2 separate regions of the Hordeum vulgare genome follow, and region 1 is linked to region 2. Evidence: chromatin contacts called from public Hi-C data. All regions are on one chromosome and are shown on one strand. The core of a region is the stretch at or near the end of the contact, and the rest is flanking DNA. Distances in the headings are between cores, read along the strand shown.

The links. Hi-C and Micro-C count contacts between places; a contact is called where the count stands out from the background.
Region 1: a Hi-C map of leaf shows a contact between it and region 2, with 2.3 times the contacts expected there. The contact joins the promoter of LOC123395806 here to the enhancer-like site in region 2. A contact is called at or near these places in 3 of 6 Hi-C or Micro-C datasets (leaf and seedling).

What each region holds. Positions count from the first base shown.
Region 1 is chr5H:44,641,559-44,647,721 of MorexV3_pseudomolecules_assembly, reverse strand. LOC123395806 (auxin-responsive protein IAA30-like) reads right to left here and starts at 4,331. Exons shown (of 5, transcript XM_045090839.1): 1 at 3,806-4,331; 2 at 2,457-2,656; 3 at 1,463-1,595; 4 at 1,263-1,324; 5 at 674-1,151. The coding sequence starts at 4,131. The coding sequence ends at 1,114.
Region 2 is chr5H:44,533,179-44,538,619 of MorexV3_pseudomolecules_assembly, reverse strand. No RefSeq gene overlaps it. Among protein-coding and RNA genes, the nearest start is that of LOC123395806, 110 kb to the left of the region's middle. Within about 2 kb of position 3,024, at least 3 of the 3 cell types and tissues checked have open chromatin away from gene starts, as enhancers often do. A contact at or near this core is called in leaf and seedling, where this site is marked.

The DNA of each region.
Region 1 (6,163 bases), core at 3,082-5,581, 110 kb before region 2:
GGTGGAAGCAACACAAGATTTGCCTTGAGAGGAGGACAATGTGCACTCGAAAAGACTCAAGGCTGGCATCATTACCAGGGGACATGATCTCCAAAGGGAAATATGTTTTGCTTAATCAAACATGCAAAGTCACCTTTAGTTGGGGGAGAGATACTCATGGCTAGGAAGGTACAGCTGAAAGTTCCCAGAAATCATGGCAACACCCTCCAGCACTCCATGTTTTTTTCTTTTGTTGGGCCTCTCTAGAAAACAGGGAAAGGACAGCTCAACTTTGTCCAACCCTGCACCCTTTACCATGACACAGGGCACAATGCACCAAACAATGCCATGTATAATAATACTAGCACTACTACATGACAGCAAAAGATGCAGCAAAGTGTGATGCCTCATAATACTAGTGAGGGCTAGTGATTGGCATTATACAATCAAGGTGTGCACATGGCATGCCTCTGTGTGTCTTTCCCCTCCCAGTTGGCTCACACATATAAAAGAAACATGGACAGCCATGTTGACACACACACACACACACATTGATTTGTATGTCGACAATGCATCACAGAGCAAAGCATCTCTGCTCTACCATTGAGTCATCTCATGTGTTCTTCAGTGGAACACCATTGTAAGTTCACAACACCAAAGTGAATCATGTCAAAAGGAAGCACACCATGCAAACTTCATAATACAATACAATTAACATTTGACAACTTGCAATAAGTATTTGTTCACACCATGCTGATAATTAAACAACTTTTGATGGACAAACCGCAAGAGGAAAAATAGGGTGCCTTTGCATTTTGTGCCAGGAAGAGACATAAGAAGAGAGAGAGAGAGAGAGAAAAAAAAAGGAAGAACAAGCAGAGCAAAAAGAAAAGACACAATTATGTGGCAGACAGGTACAGATACATCTCACATGTTCTTGGCTTCTTCTTTCTTATGTATATAACAAGATGAGACTTGGGACTGACTGACTGGAAAAGAGAAGATCACAACCCAAAATGACTTCACTGATCAGGAGATACAGACTTAGACTTAGGACAGAGAATATGATACAGGGATGAGCAAGCAAGGTTATAGGTATTTTGATTCTTGCATAACATTTAGTACATCCTCCCCTCAGCTCCTGTTCTTGCATTTCTCCATCGCCCTTGGTGCTGAAACAATTCAAAACAATGTCACAATCAAAACAAAAAGTCGGCCAAAACCTCTAGAAAGAAAAAAAACATTTCATCTGCTGATCTGAAACTTAAGAGAGATGTACTGACCAAGGCCAATAGCTTCTGATCCTTTCATTATCCGAAGGCGCTTGCATGACTCAACGAACATCCTGAAATTTTAGAAAAATGGAGCGTTACATCAGACCATCGCTCATCAAAGATTCAGGGTACCGCTCCAGATGTTTGAAATCAAATACGCAAATGGAGCATTATGCATATGGAGAATATATCAAGGATGCAGCGCTCACTCCCACGGGACGTCCCCGACGAGCATCCAGTCGCCGTCCTTGTCCTCGTACGTTGGAACGTACTCGGATCCGTTGAGCAGATCCATCAGCTTGCTCTCGTTCATGCCGTTCATCCCTTGAGTTCCACAGTTTCCTGAAATGTGACAACACGTACACTGGGATTAATATCCAATTCCAGAACACCAACTGTAATTTGGAAAATACATAGGTGCTTCTGTAGTTCAGAGCAGTTGTTACGGTCTAGTTAACAACGGGAAGTGCCGAATAAAGTTCCGTATCAAATCAACAGGCCGCAAATCTACAATCACCACAACAGAGAAAAACCAATAGTTGTTTGCTTATTCAAGGAACCAACTATTGGTTGCATCTTTTCTTTAAGATGCACGCTCCAGCATGCTGGATTATTGCTTACTGGGTATCAAGTTACAACGACTCATGCTAATCATGAACCAACCAAAGATAGCTAGCTGAGTGAGCAGATGCCATGCATGATAATGAGGTAGCTAGCTGTGTGTACGTACATATGGTAGAGAGACAAGGACATTATGCCACAGACAGGGAAGACACCTACCAAGGAATAGGATCGATGCAAATCATGCACCCCTGGCAAAACCACATGGTGACCACCACCACACATGCAAATGGAAGTGCAATCATGTATGCAAGTCATGCATGCATGTACTATATATAGCCAGTGACTTTATAAATATGTTATGATCTTCCTTGTGTATAAAAGTTCAGGAACACTACAGCTAGATAGATATAGAAAAATAAACTAGATAGACAGCAATCTTGTTATGAATAATTGGGACTAGGGTAGAAATATATATAAAGTGTAGGGTAGAAATATCGGTGTTCCAAACATGCCGAGTAGGGTAGAAATATATGCATACTATATCTTGGTGGCCTAGTTATAAACAGAAATGTTACGGCTGATCTAGCTAGTAGTATTATGGTAGAGATATGTAGTAGAGAAGATGCATGGCATGCATACCGATGGTGAAGGAGCTGAACATCTTCTCGAGGGCCTTGGAGAGGTCCTGGTAGGTCTTGTACATGCTGAGGTCCACCTTGCGCAGGTAAGGCGCGCCGTCCATGCTCACCTTGACGAACGCCGCAGCCGCCGGCGACGACTTCTCCGCCAGGATGTTCTTCCGGAACGACCGGACCGGAGGCCACCCCACCACCTGCGCCCTGGAGAAAATTAACCACACAAACGATTTGGTTAGTTTTAAAATGTTATGTTAAACTAACTAACATACATACATACATGCATGAGTTCTTTCATGATCCAAGAGGTGCAGATATATATAAATCCAGATCCATTTTGTTTCCGCTTCTCTTCAAATGAAAACTTCTGTGGTAACTCATGACATGCATGCAACCTTTGCCCTCTCGTTTTTGCTACCCACACATGGCACATATATGCACATACATCCCCACAGCACATTTTCAACTGTTTACTCAGCATGAACAAAAACTACAGCATTACATGTTGGTTACTTTTTACCTGCCTTTTTTCTTCATACTCCCACAATCTACTAAAGTGCTACAGAATATATATGGAATGCAATAAGCTCCAGCTTGATTTGTACAAGAGGGAGGGGATCAAGACAAGGGGGGCAGATAGATCTAGAACGCCGAGCCCAACAACAAGGGTGGGGCCATGCCATATCTCCATGTTCATGCCATGGCCGGGAGGGGCAGTATGGGCAATAACATTACAATCTTATTATCTTTCTCCATGCCATGCCATGCCATGCCATTGTGTAGGAGTAGTAGCGTGAGGACAGGATACGAGTGATATGGGGATGATGGCGACGAGTGGACAAAAAAAGTAAACCGTGCGTCCGCGAGGGGCAGGGCAGCAGTGCAGTGTGCGTGGGTTTCTTTTATCGTGTCGGCACTAGGCACTGTCCCCCACTGCCCCACACGTAACATGCTGCTGTCTCTCTGCCTGTGCTAGAAGTGCAGATGGACGGATGAATCTCTCCGTAGATCTCACCCATCCATCATCATCTCGTCTCTGTTTCTCGTCCATGATCGGTGCTCGATCTGAATGATGATCACCGGCCCGGCCTTGCCTTGACTGACCAACCGTGACTGAACATGCGTGGACTAGTAGTACAAGCTACTCGTAGATCAGTGATCCATGCCATCAACTACCCGTTAATCAAGATGTTTTTGATGGTGTTTTGTGTTTTGTTTTCTGAAGAAAGCTTGCGTTACGAAGAGAGCTTACGCGAAGAAGACGGGAGCTGAGCTGCATGCGTGAGCATGCAGAGCGGACTAGAGTCTAGAGGTGAGAGATGGAGATGGAGATGGGGATGGGGATGCACGTACTTGGGCGCGCGCGGCTTCTCGGCGGGGTCGGGGAGCGCGGCGGTGGTGACGACGCTGCTCTGGCTGGGCGACCTCTTCATCTTCCCCACGCAGGCGTCCGCCGCCGCCTTCTCGTGCTCCTCCTCCGCCGCCGCCGCGGCGACCACGGCCACGTCGGACCGGTCCTCCGCCGCCGGCGCCTCCTCGCCGGCCGGCTCCAGCTTCAGCTTCAGGTCGATGGTCTCGGCGAAGCCCCTCTTGCCGGAGGAGCTCCTGGCCTCCCCCTCGCCGCCGCCGGGCAGGCCGAGCCGCAGCTCGGTCGCCTCGAAGCCCAGGTCCGCCGCCATTGCTAGCTGCCTGGCTCAGCCCCTCCCTTCTGCTGCTGGGTTTGCTTCGGTTCCTTTCTCTGCGTTTCCCGGCGAGCTTTTGGGGTTCGGTTTGGCTGTTTTGAGAGGCGAGCGATGCAAATGCAGATGGAAATAGACAAAGAGGCAGAGGAGGGAGGGGGGCAGGCAGAAATAATAATGGCAGTGAGGGTGTTGGTGTGGCCGTGTAGAATAATAGGGCCATGATAATGCATGGCCAGCCTCTTTTGCGCCTTGCCCCTCTGCTAATATTTTTTACTTTTTTTTTTCTAGAGCTATATTCATTTGTTTAGGCGCCTACACTCGGTTTGCTAGTAATGAAATATTATATGCCAACTTATTTTATAATCTGACCAAACTATGTTTCGTGGCATGGTTAGAGGGACTGTAATATTTCTAGTCCATCAGAATTTAAGTCCTGATGTTCACATTTATTTCTGAATTTATTTCAGTATTTTCGACGATGTGCTTTCACTCAGAGGAGACGTCTTCGTCAAGGACGAGGTGCCTATGATGACTTCGTAAATCTCAAGAACATATGTCGGCTCAGTCTCTTAGAAGAGCTCATAAAGATAGGATTTGCATGTGTTTGTTCGTATGCGCATGTATATTAACACTTTATTGTGTTATTTTTTTACATAATTTGCGGTGAAGAATATATATAAACTAAGAAAATAGCTGATTAGACAAATAAGGTATAACACATACGAAAAAACTAATTAAAAATAACTAGATTACAAAAAAGGACTAGATTATCAATATCTACATCACACACCCGCCATAAGCACATCAATGAAACGGGACAAGTGTGGGAAGGGCAATATTTTTACGTTGGGCAAATGCAACGGCATCGTCGGCCCAAACCAGACATGAAAACTTCGTAAAGAAAACTTGAGATGAATCGCCCATGCCGTTACACGCCGGATGGGGGCCTGATGTGGAGATTGCCACCGTCCAAGACCATGCCTCGACACCATCTTCTTCGATGTCTGAGCCAGGTCGGTCCGGCACTGAAGATCATCACGCTGGATCACCAGCACCGCCATCAAGCGTGACCTCCCATAGATTGCACCATAATCGCTCATCTTCATCGCAAACCCACATCCACCGAACAACTTCTCCATAACAGGCGTAGCAACATCCTCGCGTCGTTGACGACACACCCTAGGGACGACAAAAGGAAGAGTATAGGTGGGGGTGGCAGCTAGGGTTTCACTTGCCCGCTTGACCCTCTCTCACGAAAAGTTTCATGGTTATCGCAACTTATTAGGTACATTTTTTTTTAACGAATTCCATGAATGAGCGAGGCCACATGGATTTAACTCGAGAGGGTTTTGAGGAGCAATGATACGCGAGGGCATAGGTTCGTAGAACGGGCTCTGCTTTCATGCTAAATTTTGGCCTGCAATATGTGGGCAAAATCAGAAAGTTGCTTTACCAGTCTCTAGAAAAGCATAATTTTTTTTAGCAAAATTTAAACGCGTTGAAAACAATTATCATCGACCGAAATCTTAACAAAGCAAAAGGCAAAGTAACAATTAAGCGCGTATTAGTGCAGCTCGGTTTGCTGGTCGACCACCGAAACGAAACCACGATAATAAAAGAAAAAGGAAAAAAAGAAGGCAGCGGGAAATAGGAAAAGGTGGGGTCACGTGGGGCTTTGGTGTTGCTAGGCTAGCTGGAGGCCAAGAGACCGCATGCGCTGTTGCGACCGTGACCCCCACGCGCGAGAATGACCGCCGGCCGGGACCACCACGCGCGATCGCTCGCCAGGGATGGTGGGTCCGCCTGTCGGGGCCGGTCCCACGTGCCTGCCACTCACCTTCATCGATGTTTTTTCTTTTTTTGCGGGGTTCTACTGTCTTTGTATGTATATAGATATCCTCTTTTCCTTTCCGTATGCTCCTCTCTCGCTCTTCATTCCGCCCGTAGCTGCGTCTGGCGCGGGGCATTTTTTGGCCTTTTTTTTTTTTATGACGGGATAAAGAAGGGTTTCTATTCAGAAAACAACGTA
Region 2 (5,441 bases), core at 1,775-4,274:
TCATGTGAATGCGGACTTTTCTAAGTGCTTTGCTCAAATTTTTTGCTGTCAAATTGGGGATTTCCCCTTCAAGTAATTGGGTGTTCCCTTGCATTTCAGAAAACTTAGGAGGGAGGACCTCCAACCTATTATTGATAGGAACATTACAAATATTTTTGACTGGTTTGGCAGGAACATCTCTTATAGGGACAAACTCATTGTGCTTACTACTTGCCTTGCTAGTATCCCCACCTATCTTATGTCTATGAAATTTCCTAAATGGCTATTGAATCCATCACCTCTCAAAGGTCTCACTTCTTCTGGGATAATTTGGGGGATGGGCATAAATATCATTTGCCCGATCGGGGGCTTATTTCTAGAATTTTTAGGGGGGGTGTCCCTAATCTTAGGGGATTTAACTTGGCATTATTTGCTTCTTGGAGTAAAAGGTTCTATGATGAGAGAGAAAGTGCGTGAAAATTTGATCTGCTTTAGGTATGTTGTGGATAAACCCAAGATCCTTTGGGTGAAACTTGGACTGGGTTCTTCCTTAAAGTTTTTCCCGGGCCTTTGCCGATGCTAAAAAAATGTATAGATGGGACCCTCGTAATGGTCAAGATATGGCCTTCTGGCATGACATTTGTGTTGGAGATTGTTCCCTTAAAACCTTTTTTTGGGATCTCTTCGAGATCTATCAACAACAAGATGCTACTATAGCTCAAGTATGGGATTGGAGTAATTTGCACCTTACCTACGTGTTGGTGAACACAGTATGTCTAGGTGGTTTAGTTTGGTTGATTCGGTCGAGAACTACACCTTTTGTACTGGTAGAGATAACCAAGTATGGATGTTGGAGTATTTTGGCAAATATTTTGTTAAGTCTTTCTATAAGATGCTTTATTTTTGGGGAGGTTCTTCTGAAATAAAATATTTCATCTGGAAAATCAAAGTCCCCCTAATATACATGTGTTCCTTTGGCTTATCTTTGATAACAAGAGCTTGACTATGAATAATCTGGCCAAGAGGAGACACGTAGATGATCCTTCATGTGTGTTTTGTAGTGAGTCTGAATCCATTCAACATTTGTTTTTTGAATGCATTGTTGCAAAGGAAATTTGGTATGTTATTTCTAATAATGTTTGTATTTCTGTACCCAATTCTTTTACTTGTTTAATGCCTCTTTGGAAACAAAAGAAGAAATTTGAAGTCGCTAATCTAGGTACTTCTGCCACCTTATGGGGCTTATGGCCTCTGCGTAATGACTTTGTGTTCCAGGGGTGAAAATGGAGAAGCATGCACCCATCCTCGAATCTGGTGAGTTCACTGATCAGGCAATGGAAGATCTTATGTTCAACGCTGAGGGTGATCTTCTTATGTGGTGCTTAAGGCTACTAGATCATCGACGCGGGGAGTTGCTTAGGATCGATTGGCCTAGTGGCTAAGCTGGGAGTCTCGATACAATATTTTGTGCTCTAAAAATGTAATTCTATCGAGTATCTCCTGTATGGCTGTACCCCAGGGTGAACTTGTGTTAAACCCTTATTTCGCTGTAGCTAGTTTTGGTTTGTGCCGAGAGCCGTAAAATGTTGGATGCTTGGTTTCTTGCCTTGGCTTAATAAAGTTGGGGCTGGGGAAAAACCAATCTCATTTAGTAAAAAAATATCATCACCCTACTATGAGTCACTCTGTGTATTTTAAAACCGAACCGGAAAACCATATGAAAATCAACCGAAGCGAACTATTTTCTCGGTATGGCATGAAATTTTCTTACCGTTTGAATTCCATTTTTTGGTATATACCAAAAGTCTGAAGTAAAAAAATACATTTACATTTCTTAAGCGAACAACCATGCTACAACCAAAAAGATCTTGTGATATATTTTGTAGAGGAGCCAGGTACCCTGCTACGCACCTCCATTTTTCTTGTAATGTAGCCATTTTTCTCTCAAAAAATGCTAAGTATGCCCACAAACAAAGCAAATTATATATTGCATATTTGCATGCATGAACAAGCATCAATTCATGATTATATACTTAAATATTGCTTGTATAAAGAAGTATGTATTTTGAGTTATAAATTTATAAAATGTCATTATGTCATTTTCAAATTCATGCCACCTTTGGTTATTATGGTATATATACCAAAACCATAACAAAATAATTTGATATATTTTAAAACGGAACCATATTTTAATTTTATATGGTATTCACAAAAGTATCAATATCGTACAAACCGAGAAACCATATAAACCGACTAATCCGAATGCAATAGCTAACCATGAGTCTGCGTACTGTTGCCTCCCATCCTTGAGCCCCGTTGTAGATATCCACCATCACTTGCTTTGCTTGATCAACATGATGCCCTCTTCAATACTTCCTTGCCACTGGTTTGTTTGCAAGATTGCCTAAGTGGTGAGGTAGTGACATAAGGTAAAGATAACAACTGTAGGCCTAAGTGGTGAGGTAGTGACATAAGGTTAATTGTCTCATGACCAGTCCAGTCCATTCACTTATGCCATTTTTTATCCTCAACCACAGAAACACCTTGATTTCCATGGGTCCTATGGTCTGACAACTTCGTTTTTGTTACATGCGTCCTATGGCCCGTCGCCACTTTTGTCTATCAACATATGTAGATTGTAGAGGGTTATATGCATCTCCACAGTAACAATATTATTTTTGAGCTCATTTTAAAAAGCTTTTTTTTGAGCTCACAGTAACACTATTATTATTGTTAAAGTTTCCGTTTCCTGAAAATGATATTCAGTTTTATAATGAGGTGAGGGTTGGACCAAACAGGGCATGTGTACTACTCCCTCCGTTCCTAAATATAAGACCTTGTAGAGATTTCACTATAGACTACATACGAAGCAAAATGAGTGAATCTACACTTTAAAATATGTCTATATACATCCGTATGTAGTTCATAGTGCAATCTCTACAAGGATCTTATATTTAGGAACGGAGGAAGTACATACATACATGTATATGCATGCACCTGATCTGCCACGGATCAACGGCCGCCGTCTCTCTCGGTGAAGCTATAGCGCCACTCTGTCCGCTGACTTATTACAGAAGCAGCCAAGGCACGCAGACGCATTCATGCATGCGTGCATGGGTTTCTCTGGCCGCCCATGAACCGCCCATTTTCTCTGGAGCAAAACGAGATCTGACACTTGTTCGATCCATCGACCCGGTCGACACATGTACCTTTCGTGCCAGCTCGAGTTCATGCCATGTACGGCCCCCGCAAATCTGATAAAATCGTACTGTAGGTTTTGTCACACCAAACCGAACCCAGCTGATTAACCTTGGGCAAGCTAGCTAGGCATGCAGAATGAGAGTAATGACGTTGTAGAGGCCGGGCTCCATGGAGCCCGTTTTGAATAAAATAAAATAAAATATATTTAAAAGTTTTCAAAAGTGTCAAATCTTTTTTACATAGATGCACATGCATGTTCTTCAAATATGTATAGAATTTCATCGACTAACTTGACTATTTGCATGCTACCAAAAAAAAGACAAATATCAGCCCAAAAACAAAAAGGAAAAGGCATATTTGACTCCATGTATTTGTCTTTTTTGTATACAACACATATTAACATATATGTTTATGAAATTTTACACATGTATACTACTTTTTCTTATCTAAATAACTATAATTGAAGATAACTAGGCTAGTTCTTTTTACCTACAATTATTTTGAGGAAGCACAAACATATGTCTATATGTATACTTTTGTCAGATTTTTTTGAAGTGTGAAAATGTAGTTCCGTTGGAAAAAAATACCGACCTCTATATATGAAGCACTGTCGCTGATTGAACTTTTCATGCAGAATAATTCCTTTTTCAGACTCACAACGTATATAGTATTTACTTCGTCCAATATTACTAATCATAAACATAAATAAAAATAAAAATACATCTAGATACATTTATTTTTCAGATAAATATTTTCGGACGAAGGGAGTACTAGGTTATTATCGAATGGGCAGTGCTAGGCGTCGTCGCGCCGGCCCGAGGGCTCGCGCCGGTCGCGCAGCAGCCGTTAGATTAGGGTCCCCTGCCGTCAGATCTGGTCTCGCGCGCCCCCACTGCCCGGCCATCCTCGCACGCGCCACAGTCCCCGCACACGCCTAGCCCGTGCCGACGCCCCAGCACGTGCCGACCGCCTCGCCTCACCTCCTCACCGCTGGCCGCCCTCCACCGTCGGTCACCGCCGGTCGCCGCCCTCACCTATGTCGCCTTTCTGTGCGTTTCTAACCTCCATGGATGTAGCAGCGTGCGCTCATGGTTGCAACCCCTTGTAAACAACAATACGGTTGCAACAAAACAGAATGACAAATGTAGCAAAAATGTATAATGGTTGCAGCATTTCCCATCATGGTTGCAACTCGCCCATGTCAACGGTTGTAGCAAAAACACAATACGGTTGCAACAACAAAAAATGACTGATGTAGCAAATTTGTATAATGATTGCAACATTTTTCATCATGGTTGCAACTCGCTCATGTCAACGGTTGTAGAAAAAAAACAACACGGTTGCAACAAAAAAGAATGACTGATGTATCAAATTTGTATAATGGTTGCAACATTTTTTCATCATGGTTGCAACTCCGCCTACAAAACTCCGGTGAAGTTTTGTTGCGACTCTCATGGATGTGGTTGTAACTTCTTTTATCAACGGTTGAAGCTTTTTTTTATGCCGTTTGAAGCTTTTTGCACACCGCTTGTAGCTTTTTTTTAATACATGCATACACACAGATCAGTCCATGGCAGGAGGCAGCCATGTCATCTCCCGTGTGGCTCGGCCCGAGCACCGACGATGGTGGTTTTGCAGCAGCGCCAGCGAAGGATACGAGGACGTGCGGCGGTGCCTGCGGGGGAGGGGGCGACGGCGACATGCACAGAGGAGAAGCACGCGACGGCGGCGCCTGCGCGCGGGGAGGGGCGACGGCGACTTGCGCAGAGGAGAAGCACACGGTGGCGGCGCCTGCGCGGGGGGAGGAGGCGACGGCAACCTGCGCGGGGGGGGGGGGGGGGAGCACATGACGACGATGCCTGCGCGGGGATAGGGGGGCGACGGTGACCTGCGCGGGGGGAGGGGACGCGCGCGATCCGTTTAGATCGGACGAACGCGGTGCGTCCACCTGAAACGGTTCGGCCTGCGCGCCGTGTATTATCGAATCAGCTCGGCCTCTCGTCAATTCCCTAGCTAGACAGCTGTAGTACTTGTACGGATGGATGTACGTACATTACGTTCCGCCACGTGAATGCATGTTGACTTAATTAACTAATCATTAAGTACTAGCTGCCTGCCTTACAGATCTGAGTAGCCAAAGCCAGGTACGATGAATACCAGACGTGCGGAGTGCGGTACTGAATCGAGTACGCGTGCCAATTTACGTGATTTGGAATGACCGGAGTTCTGGACAGGACTACTACTCTACAATCCTGTACTAC